Linked DNA regions of Mus musculus: region 2 is linked to region 1. Evidence: chromatin contacts called from public Hi-C data. All regions are on one chromosome and are shown on one strand. Each heading gives the region's core, a stretch centred on a gene start, on an enhancer-like site or on the middle of the called end of the contact. The rest is flanking DNA. Distances are from core to core; before and after follow the strand shown. Region 1 has its middle 24 kb from the start of Gm33070. Region 2 overlaps Agbl4 (ATP/GTP binding protein-like 4).

Region 1 (4,865 bases), core at 860-3,359:
TCGACAAGATGCTTAATGAACAATGACAAGATAGCCTCTTCCCCTCAGATTAACCAGATTCTAGACAACATTCTAGCTTTCCCTGTTCGCCCCTGCCTTACTGAGCATCTTCTTCTTCTCTGTGGATCCCATCTGGGGGCTCTAGGACTAGGAAGTCTCTTTAATAATGTGATAGGGATTGGGTGGGGGTCTGTCCTAAAGATGGTAAACAACAGATCAAATACTTACAACCTTGGCTTTTAGATTTCTGTCCCCCATTCTGCTTCTCATACTCTGGCTATGGACTGTCCTAAGAAGTCCTACACCAATTGTTAGATATAATAGAAAGCTGTAAATAGCCCCCATTACCTGCCTCCCTGAGAACTTGCACTTGTATCAAGATGGTAGCAATAATAGGCTTTGCTTTCCCAGCTAAAGCAAAGTATGGTTTTAAAGACTGAGGACATAAGGCAACAAAAAGACAGCAATGTTTAAGAAACTGTGAACAGCACAGTGGACCCTGGAATTGCCCTAACATGCACATTAAGAGTACTAGTCCTCAGCACAGAAGGGAAAATCTGGACCTGTAATTCTCTGAATGTGGAAATCACAACTGAGAGTTCAAGAGATTTCATAAAGTCGGGTGTGGTATCGCACGCCTTTAATCCCAGCACTCGGGAGGCAGAGGCAGGCGGATTTCTGAGTTCGAGGCCAGCCTGGTCTACAAAGTGAGCTCCAGGACAGCCAGGGCTATACAGAGAAACCCTGTCTCGAAAAACCAAAAGAGAGAGAGAGAGAGAGAGAGAGAGAGAGAGAGAGAGAGAGAGAGAGAAAGAGAGAGAGATTTCATAAAACAAAGGGCTGGGGAGAAAAAAACATTTCAGTAAACATTCTGGTGGAGGGTTTCCAGTACTGAGTGCAGATGAACAGGACCTATCCATGCCCAGAGAGGCACAGAATCAGTATCTGAGCCCTTGCCTAGCATGTGCAAGGCCCCAGTTTTACTCTTAAAAATAAAACTACTGTTTATCCAAGTGATGGTAGACTGAAATATACCCATACCAAAATTGCATTAAATGTGCATGGCCCCCATCCCCTTGAGCCTGATAAAAGAACATGTGAAGGGCATCCATGCCTCATATCTGGATTTGATCCTCAAACCCATCCTTTAAGGTAGACAGGGCCATCAGTCATTATCTCCTGTCATGGACCAGCAATCTAAGGCTCCCTAAGCATCTCACACAAGTCAATATGAGCTTAAGTGAATCCCTGCTCTCCTTCATCCCAAGTCAAGGCTTCTTCAAGCAAGGCCTGAAACAATTCTCATTCTCTCTCTCTCTCTCTCTCTCTCTCTCTCTCTCTCTCTCTCTCTCTCTCTCTCTCTCTCTCTCTGAAATACAATTTGTCATGAATTAATGATGAGCCTGCCTGGCCAATTACCAGAGCTAAGTGCTTTCCCGCTGGGAGCAGCTCCCACAAAGCACTAAGTGATGTTGGACTAGTAAAGGGGGCCCCGCCCAGCCAGGCCTAGAGCCCTCCTGGGTCCAGGCTTAGAGGAAGCAGCTTCCAATTAGCTCCTGCCAGACAGACTGGCTTCTCAGCACAGCAAATTGGGTTATAGAGTGCTCTTCCAGCTGGCCTCCCAGTCTGGTCCTGCCTGCCCCAGCAAAGAGGATGCTAATCAACGGTGAGGCCAACTCTGCAGGTCACAAGCATTCATGGAGGGGATATACACAGACAGGTTTGTCCCAACAAAACAGTGTCCTATAAGGCCTACCCCAGATAGTCAATGGCATTGGGGTGTTGGAATAGAGGCTCTGGAGCTAAATAGAAGCAGTGCACAAAGGAAAGAGACCTAAAACCTACACTTTCACTCTCTTCATACCTCTCACTCCCTAAAGATAAAGAAAGATAGTCTCTGCCCTTGGGCCATTGAGCTGGTTTTTTCCTTATTGTTTGCTTCTCAAAGAGAGCCCCAAGTGCCATTTGACTCTGGAAAGAATCATTGCAGTGAGGTGAGCCTAAGACCTCATTACAATACATCCTGTACCCTGTATTCCTCTTTCTGGGCAAGCCCAGAATCTACTCCAGCGTTGGTACCTCCTTTCCACAGCCTTTAACACAGAGGCTCTAGACTGCTCTGCTGCTCCCTCTAGTGGGCACTGCTGGGCTATATTGCAAAGCTTTCTCAGAATAACTAAAGGTTACAAAAAATATTTCAGAGCTATTACTTCCTCCTCTGATAAGTAGGCCAAAAAGGCTTGTGGTCACTATTTTAGAAGTGAAGTATCAAGTATAGACAGACAAGAAGAGCAGTCAGGGTTTGTCTGTAGCAAAGCTAGTCCTGAAACCTCATTTTCTCACCAACAGCCATGTCATTGAAAAGGGTCCTTAACTCTGCTTCATGGACAGTGTATCTGATTTGCTTTGCAAGGCGAGGGGTTGGGTATATCTTCTCCTATGCCGTGACCCTCGCCGAATACTCCATTCATACAAGGCCTATGGAACTCTGGAAGAGTCTCAACACAACTTATCTATATGCATATAGTTGTAAGTGTGAACCACAATCCAGATGTTAAAGATAGCAAAGAGAATCAACCAAGATCCTGTATGAGCTAGTAAGGAAAATTAATAATGAGAATACACTGTGGAAACTCAGTGGTAGAGGTGTCAGAAAGTAGGGTTGTACCCAAGGCAGGCCTGTGGACCAGAAGAAAATTGACCCCAAAGTGGGCAAAAGAACCAGAGAGAAACCCATAGAGAAAGGGGTGTGAGCAAGCAGAGAATGTCAGGCAGGAGTCATAATAGAAAACTACAATGCGATATGGCATGATGCTGTGAGAAAGCAGGGCCAGACCACAAGGCTCCCAGTAGGCCAAGTGTCTAGGTCACAGCTTTGTCGGGATGAGCTCCCTTCGAGGTTGTGGCTGCAATCTAACAGCCAGCAAAGTTTATGGCCAAATGTTCTTGTACCAGTGGGGGAAAGAAGCAGAGATGGAACCTCTAGGGAATGAGCAGCTGTCTTGATGTTGAAAAGTGTCTGCCAGGAGAATTCAGCTGAGAATACTTCCCACTCCCAAGAGGTCAAAGGGCCCTGTTGTCCCTTCCTGATGGAGGCCATGAGATCACAGTGTCATACATAATTCATTCAACAAATACTCTGAATTGCCTGAGCCAGCCTCTGAGCTAAGGTTAGAGGGCACAGAAATGGAAAGATGCTGTCTGTGCCTTGAGGTTATGCTTGGACCTCAGAGGAAGAGGGCCAGACTGGGGAAATACTGCAGGGCTGAAGCCAGTGACTGCAGAGTCTGGGAAGCTGAAGCTGAGCAGAATGTGAACTGGGTTTTAAGAGTTGGCTGTGTAAGAAAAAAGAAAAGCAGGAAGAACACACAGCCCAAGGAGCAAGAACTGGCTGTGTGTTTGGGTGCACACTGAACAATCCAATTACAAGAGATCTACACTGCCAGGCTGGGAGGCAGGGATGCTGTCTTGAGGTCAGCTATGTTTTACAAAGATAACTCCAGCCAAGAGCATGACTCCAAGAGCTGAAGCAGAAGAACTCTAGAGAGACACTGAAGACAGGACCAGCAGAGCCAGGGCAACAACTGAATATTGGAGGGGTCACTCCTCTGTGTTTTGTTACTTGACAGTCAGTGGTTGTGTTTTTCAATGAGTGCCTTGTGCAGAGAAGATTTGAGGTGAGTTAAAGAACAAGAGAGCCCATTGTACAGATCCCACCCCACCTAGTAACAGAGTCTACACCTGTAAGGGTCTACTGCAGGCACATCTCATTAGGGCTCAGTGAATAAGCAAATGAGCAATGGATGATCAAACAGATAAAAGCATGGTTGATCTGTGGACCCATCTGGCAGCATCAATACAGAAACCTGCCACTCACCAAAGTCCTGGGAAGAAACTGTCCAGAAAGCCACCATGGTGGAGTGTGTTTCCCAAAGACACCAAGGTGGAAAAGCATATTTCAGAGGCTGTCTTGAGGTTTGACACCCAGGTGACCCTCACAGGAGGGTCTGACCTTCCTTCCTTCTTTCAGATGGTATCATGATGGAAAGACAGTGTGTCTACCCTTGACTCTGAGATCCCTCGCCTCAAGATTACTGATTTGCACCTAGCTACCTCACTCTTACTGTGCAAACCTCAGTAAGTCAGATGTCAGGGTGTAAGAAGTAGAATAAACACCAAGGGAATGATTGACATACCTTGGTCACCTCCTATGCACAGGCTCTGTGATAGGACCATCATGTGTATCCCTCAAAATAGCCACCCTGATTTAAAAAAAAAAAAAAGAGGGTTATCTGTACAACCTAATTAGGAAACCAAGTACCACAGAAATAGCATTGAAGTAATACATTGCTGCCCATCAGAAAAGTAAAGAAAAGTATCTACAATTTCATTATTGTAACATGGTGACTGTGGATTTGTGCATTTCCTGCAGTTTAGAACTTTTTGTGATTGTATTACTCATACAGTTTGATCTTCTTTTTTTTTTTTTTATTTATCATTGCATCACAACCCTGGTCACTGTGTCATCTGAAGAAACATTTTTCATGGTTGTATACTGTAAAGTGTCAACACCAGACTTGCCTTTACCTGTGGCTAGATGCTTAAATTGTTTCAGATCATTTGACATGATAATCAGTCTCTTATTTAGAATTATGTTTTTTGACAGATATGGGCCAGGTTCCCAAATATGGGCTATGAGGGCACATGCTATAAACATTTTTAAACCTTTTGACCTACTGCCAAGAAGCATTCAAACCATGGGGCCTTTGTCCTTCTTTCTCCTTTGCTCCCTAAGGTTGCCTCTCTCTCTCTCTCTCTCTCTCTCTCTCTCTCTCTCTCTCTCTCTCTCTCCTCTCCTCTCCTCT
Region 2 (4,949 bases), core at 952-3,451, 1.5 Mb before region 1:
GTTCTCATATCTATGGTTCTATTATCTATATTCATCTATCTAGGAAGCCAGTGGAAACAAACAATAACAATGTTTTGTAACTGTTATTGCAGCATATTCAATGTGCTTCTTTCACGGGTCTTTCTCCCATGGTTATTGATCACTGCTTGTTCCTGGCCCAGCCCCAGCTACCGTGGAATGCTTGGACAGAGCATCCTTCCCCTGGCATCTGGCCTCTCTCCTGTACTTCTCCCTCTGCCAGGAAGGTGGCTCCACCCCCTTCTTGCCTAGTTTGCATCTATTCACCCTGGAAGTCTGAGCCCTGGTTTCTCTTCTTCTAGGAAGTTCTTTCCCCTCTGCTCCCTGATGACCCCTTCCCCCTAGCCCAGCAGATCTTTCATCTGCCAGGACCTTTATTCTCTTTCCCTTGTCCTCTTTGCTCAAAAACCTATCTTCTTAAATACATAGCCACTTATTCCCATCTCTTTCCAATGTCTAATGGGTTTTGTTGGACAGATGGATAAATAAAATAGTTTGATGAACATGTCAGAAGGCCCACTCTGAGGGGTCCACTGAGGTCTGAAATGACAGCAGTTAGCTGACAGAATCTTGGTATTTTCCCTTGGCTAGCTGTACCATACTTCAGAGCCAGCATTATCTGATTTCAGTATGGACACAGCCACAGGAAACCAGCCTGCTCAGGACTCAGGCTCCCTCTTCCCAAAATTAGCTTGTAACCAGACCAGAAACAAAGGCTGGAGAATCATTGAGTAACTTTATGATTCTAGTTTGTCCTTTTCTCCTTCTCTCCTTTTCTCCTTCTCTCTCTCTCTCTCTCTCTCTCTGTCAACCATTTGAAAATAGCATATTTATTAGTTGTCAGGACAATAAAATGTAAATAGTAATAACTGGAGAGTTGCCTGAAAGTATCAAGACTCTACCATTTCACAACAAAAGGATGACAAATGACAGGAAGGAAAAGTGAGAGAATGATATCTAATATCACTGAGCATATGGCACGTTGATTTAACAGTTCAGGACAACATAGCCTTCCCCATGTAACCCTTGCAACCCTTACAAGACGTAACTCACTGTCAGCCTCACTTTACAGTTAAAGAACTAATGTCTGGAGTGGTTATATAACTGTGCCAAGGCTCTCAGAAAATAAAACAGAACTCACATCTGGAACTCTAATGTCAGATCTGTGTTCTTGCTACAACATGGACAGGCTAGGATGCCAAAGACCACTAGTCTTCGTGGAAACCTTTGAAAATGTATATAGTTATTTCCCTTAACTTCACCATAACCAGAACATCATACAATTATAGCTCCCAGTTACACATAAAGAAACTGAGGTCAGTTAGGTTATGCAACCTATTCAAAGGGGCTCACCCACCTACTGTGTAGCTGAGGCAAGATTCAAACCCAGATATGTGTGAATAGAAAGTCTGTTCTTTGCATAGCACTTACTTCTTTGTGGGTGTTTCTGAGTCCCACAGCAGGATAGAAAATCCAGAAAGTCCTCAGTTGCTCTATAAAGATAAAGTCACCTTGCAGAGCCTAGAGGACTCTCGGAAGGGCACTGTCTGGGATGAGGCCTGCGTTGTCTGTTGTCAGAATCAGGTCTCCTGATTCCCAGTCTAGAGGACACTTCCTCCCAGACCATATTGCCATTCCCATCAGACCATGTAATTTCTTTTTCTGATTGGGACACAGAGCCAGCAGCCAACAAAGATCACAATCTGTCTGACTGTTCTCCCTCTGTTATGAGATGAGTCTTGAAAATAATGTATATCAAAGAGGAACCAGGTTAAATCATCCTTGAATGTACCAAGCTGACTTGTGCTTCCCTGGTATAGTTCCAGGCTCCTCTCCCCCCACCCCCCACTGACAAGCAGGGACTACAAAGCTGGTGCATAGCCTCTTCATTCACCACTGACGCCTTCCAGTCTCCAGCTCCTGTAACCACTAATGCAATTATTTTTGCATCTTCTCAGTTCGACATTGAAATATTCTGTGCCCATCACCTAGTATTGGTCTGAAGCAGCTCTCATGTGGATTGTTCCACCAACCTCTTACTGTATGTCCCTGCCTTTAGTACAGCCAGGGTGACTTCCCACTATTTACAAAACATCTATTGTTCTTCATTACCTACTATTCAAGTTTGAATTCCTTTCCGTCTACAAATTTACACCTAGATCTGAAGGCCTTTGCCCAAACCTGACCAGTTATCCTCTTGCTACACGTGTATACTTTTCTTCCTTGCCTCTCTGTCTGCAGGGTTCTCCCTTCAGTAACACATTCCCATCCCATTGGACTAACTCCTGCCCAATATTAAAAGTCAGTTGAGATGGGCCTTCCAGAAGGCTTTACCTGAGTTTAAAGACATGTTTAGTTACTGCTACTGGCCCTTAGTTAGCACTCCTCTCTCTCCCTCTCCCTTTCTCTTTCCCTCTCTCCTGCCCCCTCCCCTCCCTCTCTCTCCCTTTATCTCTCTCTGTCTCTCATCCACACACACATACACTCACACACATACACTCACACACATACACTTACACACTCACACAGACATTCACACATATACACCATTATTATTACTAGAAGCAGTTGTGGCAGCATTGATTTTTGAAGTAGGTTTTTGTTGACTATCTTGAAATTTGTTTTGTACCTCAGGGTAGCCTGAAACTCATGACCTTCCTGCCTTTGTATCTAGTATGCTGGGATTACAAGTGTGTACTACCATGCTGATATACATATACTTCTTTTAAATATAAGTGTTCCTTAATCTTCTGGAATTCCTCTATCACTGAGCTTATCGTGCACATTTTAATTATCTCTTCTCTCTTCTGTCTCCCCAGTAGAACAAAAGCCTTAGAATGCCCTCTTCTCTAGTACTTTACCCCAGGTGCTGGTTGTGATTCCTGGCACGCTAATATATGTTTATTTTTGGTGAAGAAGAATTGGGTGTTAAGAGACAGAAACTGTGAGCTGAGGAAGGATTTTTTAGTAAAGATAAAATTTCTATCAGCCAACCATGCCAATAGAAAGGTGGAAGAACCCATAATTGGATGCCAGAAATTAATAACAAACCAGCTACAGCATCTTCCAGAGAGACCTGCGACTTGGGTTTAGAATTTACTTTAGCCCATAAGTTCAATTTTTTTCTAAACAATTCCTATAACTTCCTTTGCCACAATACTGAAGGAGACCAAAGTAGGTGTGGTGTGGAGTTGATCTTCACCTGTGTCTTTAAGGAGTTGGAGGATCACACTACCAAATGTTGGCAGGAGAGGGTGTCCAGGGGCATTTAAGAATGGCTAGATTTTGGGAAGCCATGCGCCTCTGCTTCATAGCACAGACTATTTTGTTGGCCTTGCTGAGCCAGAAGATATAATATCACATTCTAAGGTGATGGGCTCAGTCTTGGTGTCTGTGGGCAGAGCATCCAGTTCTTATCATGACATCTCCAAGGCTCTAGGAAGTCTGAAACACTGACCTACCACCTGGATTACTCCTTGCTCGCCCCTGCTCTGAGGCTATCACCTGGACCTCTTAAGTTCAGAAAAGTAACAGAGGATCACTGAAACCTCAGTAGACTGGGTTCTAACTCATGCCACTAGCATATGAGATTCCCCGCCCCACACAGTTTATAGCAGGAACTCTATGACTATTTACCAAGAGCTATGAAAGGCTAGTGTGAGCACTTTAATTGGGGAAGGGGTAGTTTGTACATTAAGTGAATGGGCCTCCCATATCCATGGGTTCTGTATCAGAAGATTCAACTAGCCATGGATAGAAAATAGTTTTACAAAATTAAGTCTGTACTATTTTCAGATAATTTCCTTTAAAATGCAGTATAACAATAATTTATATAGCACTTACAATACATTGAATATTATGTGATCTATAGTTAAAACATATGTTGAGGTAGCTTAGTAGCTCATACTTTTAATCTCAGCACTTGGGAGGCAGATTCAGGAAAATGAATCTTTGTGAGTTTGAGGCCAACCTGGTCTACATAGTGAGTTTAGAACAGTCAGGACTACATAGAGAGATCTTGTCTCAAAAAAAAAAAAGCCCAAACAGTATACAGTAGGATGTATGTATATATACAAGTACTACAACACTATACTCAAGAAACTAGAATATCAGGATTTCAGGATTTCTAGAACCATCTTGGAACATCGAGGGACAACTGTGTTCCTAATTTATACCATCCTTTTCCTGTTTAAAACTTTCTCAACTACAATACTTTCTCTGAGGAAAAGTTTAGAAAAGAGAAATGAATCAATTTAAAACTCAAAGGATAAAAATTAACAAGTTCTATCAGAACATCACAGACACAATAAAGTGACTTTATGATAAGCTAAAACTAGTGAATACATTTTCTTTACAAAGAAATCTAGCAAGGTAGAAAGTAGCCTCCAGTTTTCACCATGGTGAACTTAAGACAAGTTTTTTGAGAAACTGGCAGGAATAGCAGTTTATCAAAAGCAATAGATCTAGAAGGTCGGGGTGGGTTGGGCAGGGAAGATGGAGGGACAGAAGAAAAGAGAAAAGGTGTGAGAAAAAAAGGAAGAGGGAGGGAAAGGAGAGAAGAGAGGTGGAAAGAGAGGATAAAGGCAAAGGAAATGGGGAGTAAAGAGAAAGTGAGGGAGCAGAAGCTAGAAAGTGCGGGTATGGTGGTACAGGAGAAAGACAGGAATGCAGAAGCAGTGGGACAGACATGGGCCCCAGGGCCTATGGAAGATGTGGCACCTGGAAGCATCAGTTGAGATCTCTATGTTCATATATGAAGGGCATGGGAAGATCACAGATGAACCAAACAGTCCAGAGACATCCCCAATAGAACCTTCCACATTTCTCCTCACCCCAGAGTCTAGCACTTTTCTTAGGTGGCATCAAACTCCTGACCTGCCTAGAAAATCCTCTCAAGTTTGATGCTCCCAGTTAGATGAAGGCTGGTCTAG

The links. A called contact is a pair of places that touch in the nucleus more often than the background predicts.
Region 2: a Hi-C map of the N1E-115 cell line shows a contact between it and region 1, with 7 times the contacts expected there. The contact joins two enhancer-like sites. A contact is called at or near these places in 2 of 39 promoter capture datasets (the C10 cell line and hippocampal neurons), 1 of 15 datasets of contacts at CTCF or cohesin (stem cell-derived epiblast-like cells), 16 of 484 Hi-C or Micro-C datasets (the AtT-20 cell line, the N1E-115 cell line, the P5424 cell line and 12 more) and 1 of 9 other capture datasets (embryonic stem cells).

Annotation. Positions count from the first base shown.
Region 1 is chr4:110,126,360-110,131,224 of GRCm38.p6, reverse strand. No RefSeq gene overlaps it. Among named protein-coding and RNA genes, the nearest start is that of Gm33070, 24 kb to the left of the region's middle. Within about 2 kb of position 2,109, at least 25 of the 459 cell types and tissues checked have an H3K27ac peak or open chromatin away from gene starts, as enhancers often do. A contact at or near this core is called in the N1E-115 cell line, where this site is marked.
Region 2 is chr4:111,617,308-111,622,256 of GRCm38.p6, reverse strand. All of the region lies in intron 11 of Agbl4 (ATP/GTP binding protein-like 4), which reads right to left. Among named protein-coding and RNA genes, the nearest start is that of Spata6, 100 kb to the left of the region's middle. Within about 2 kb of position 2,201, at least 1 of the 459 cell types and tissues checked has an H3K27ac peak or open chromatin away from gene starts, as enhancers often do. A contact at or near this core is called in the N1E-115 cell line, where this site is marked.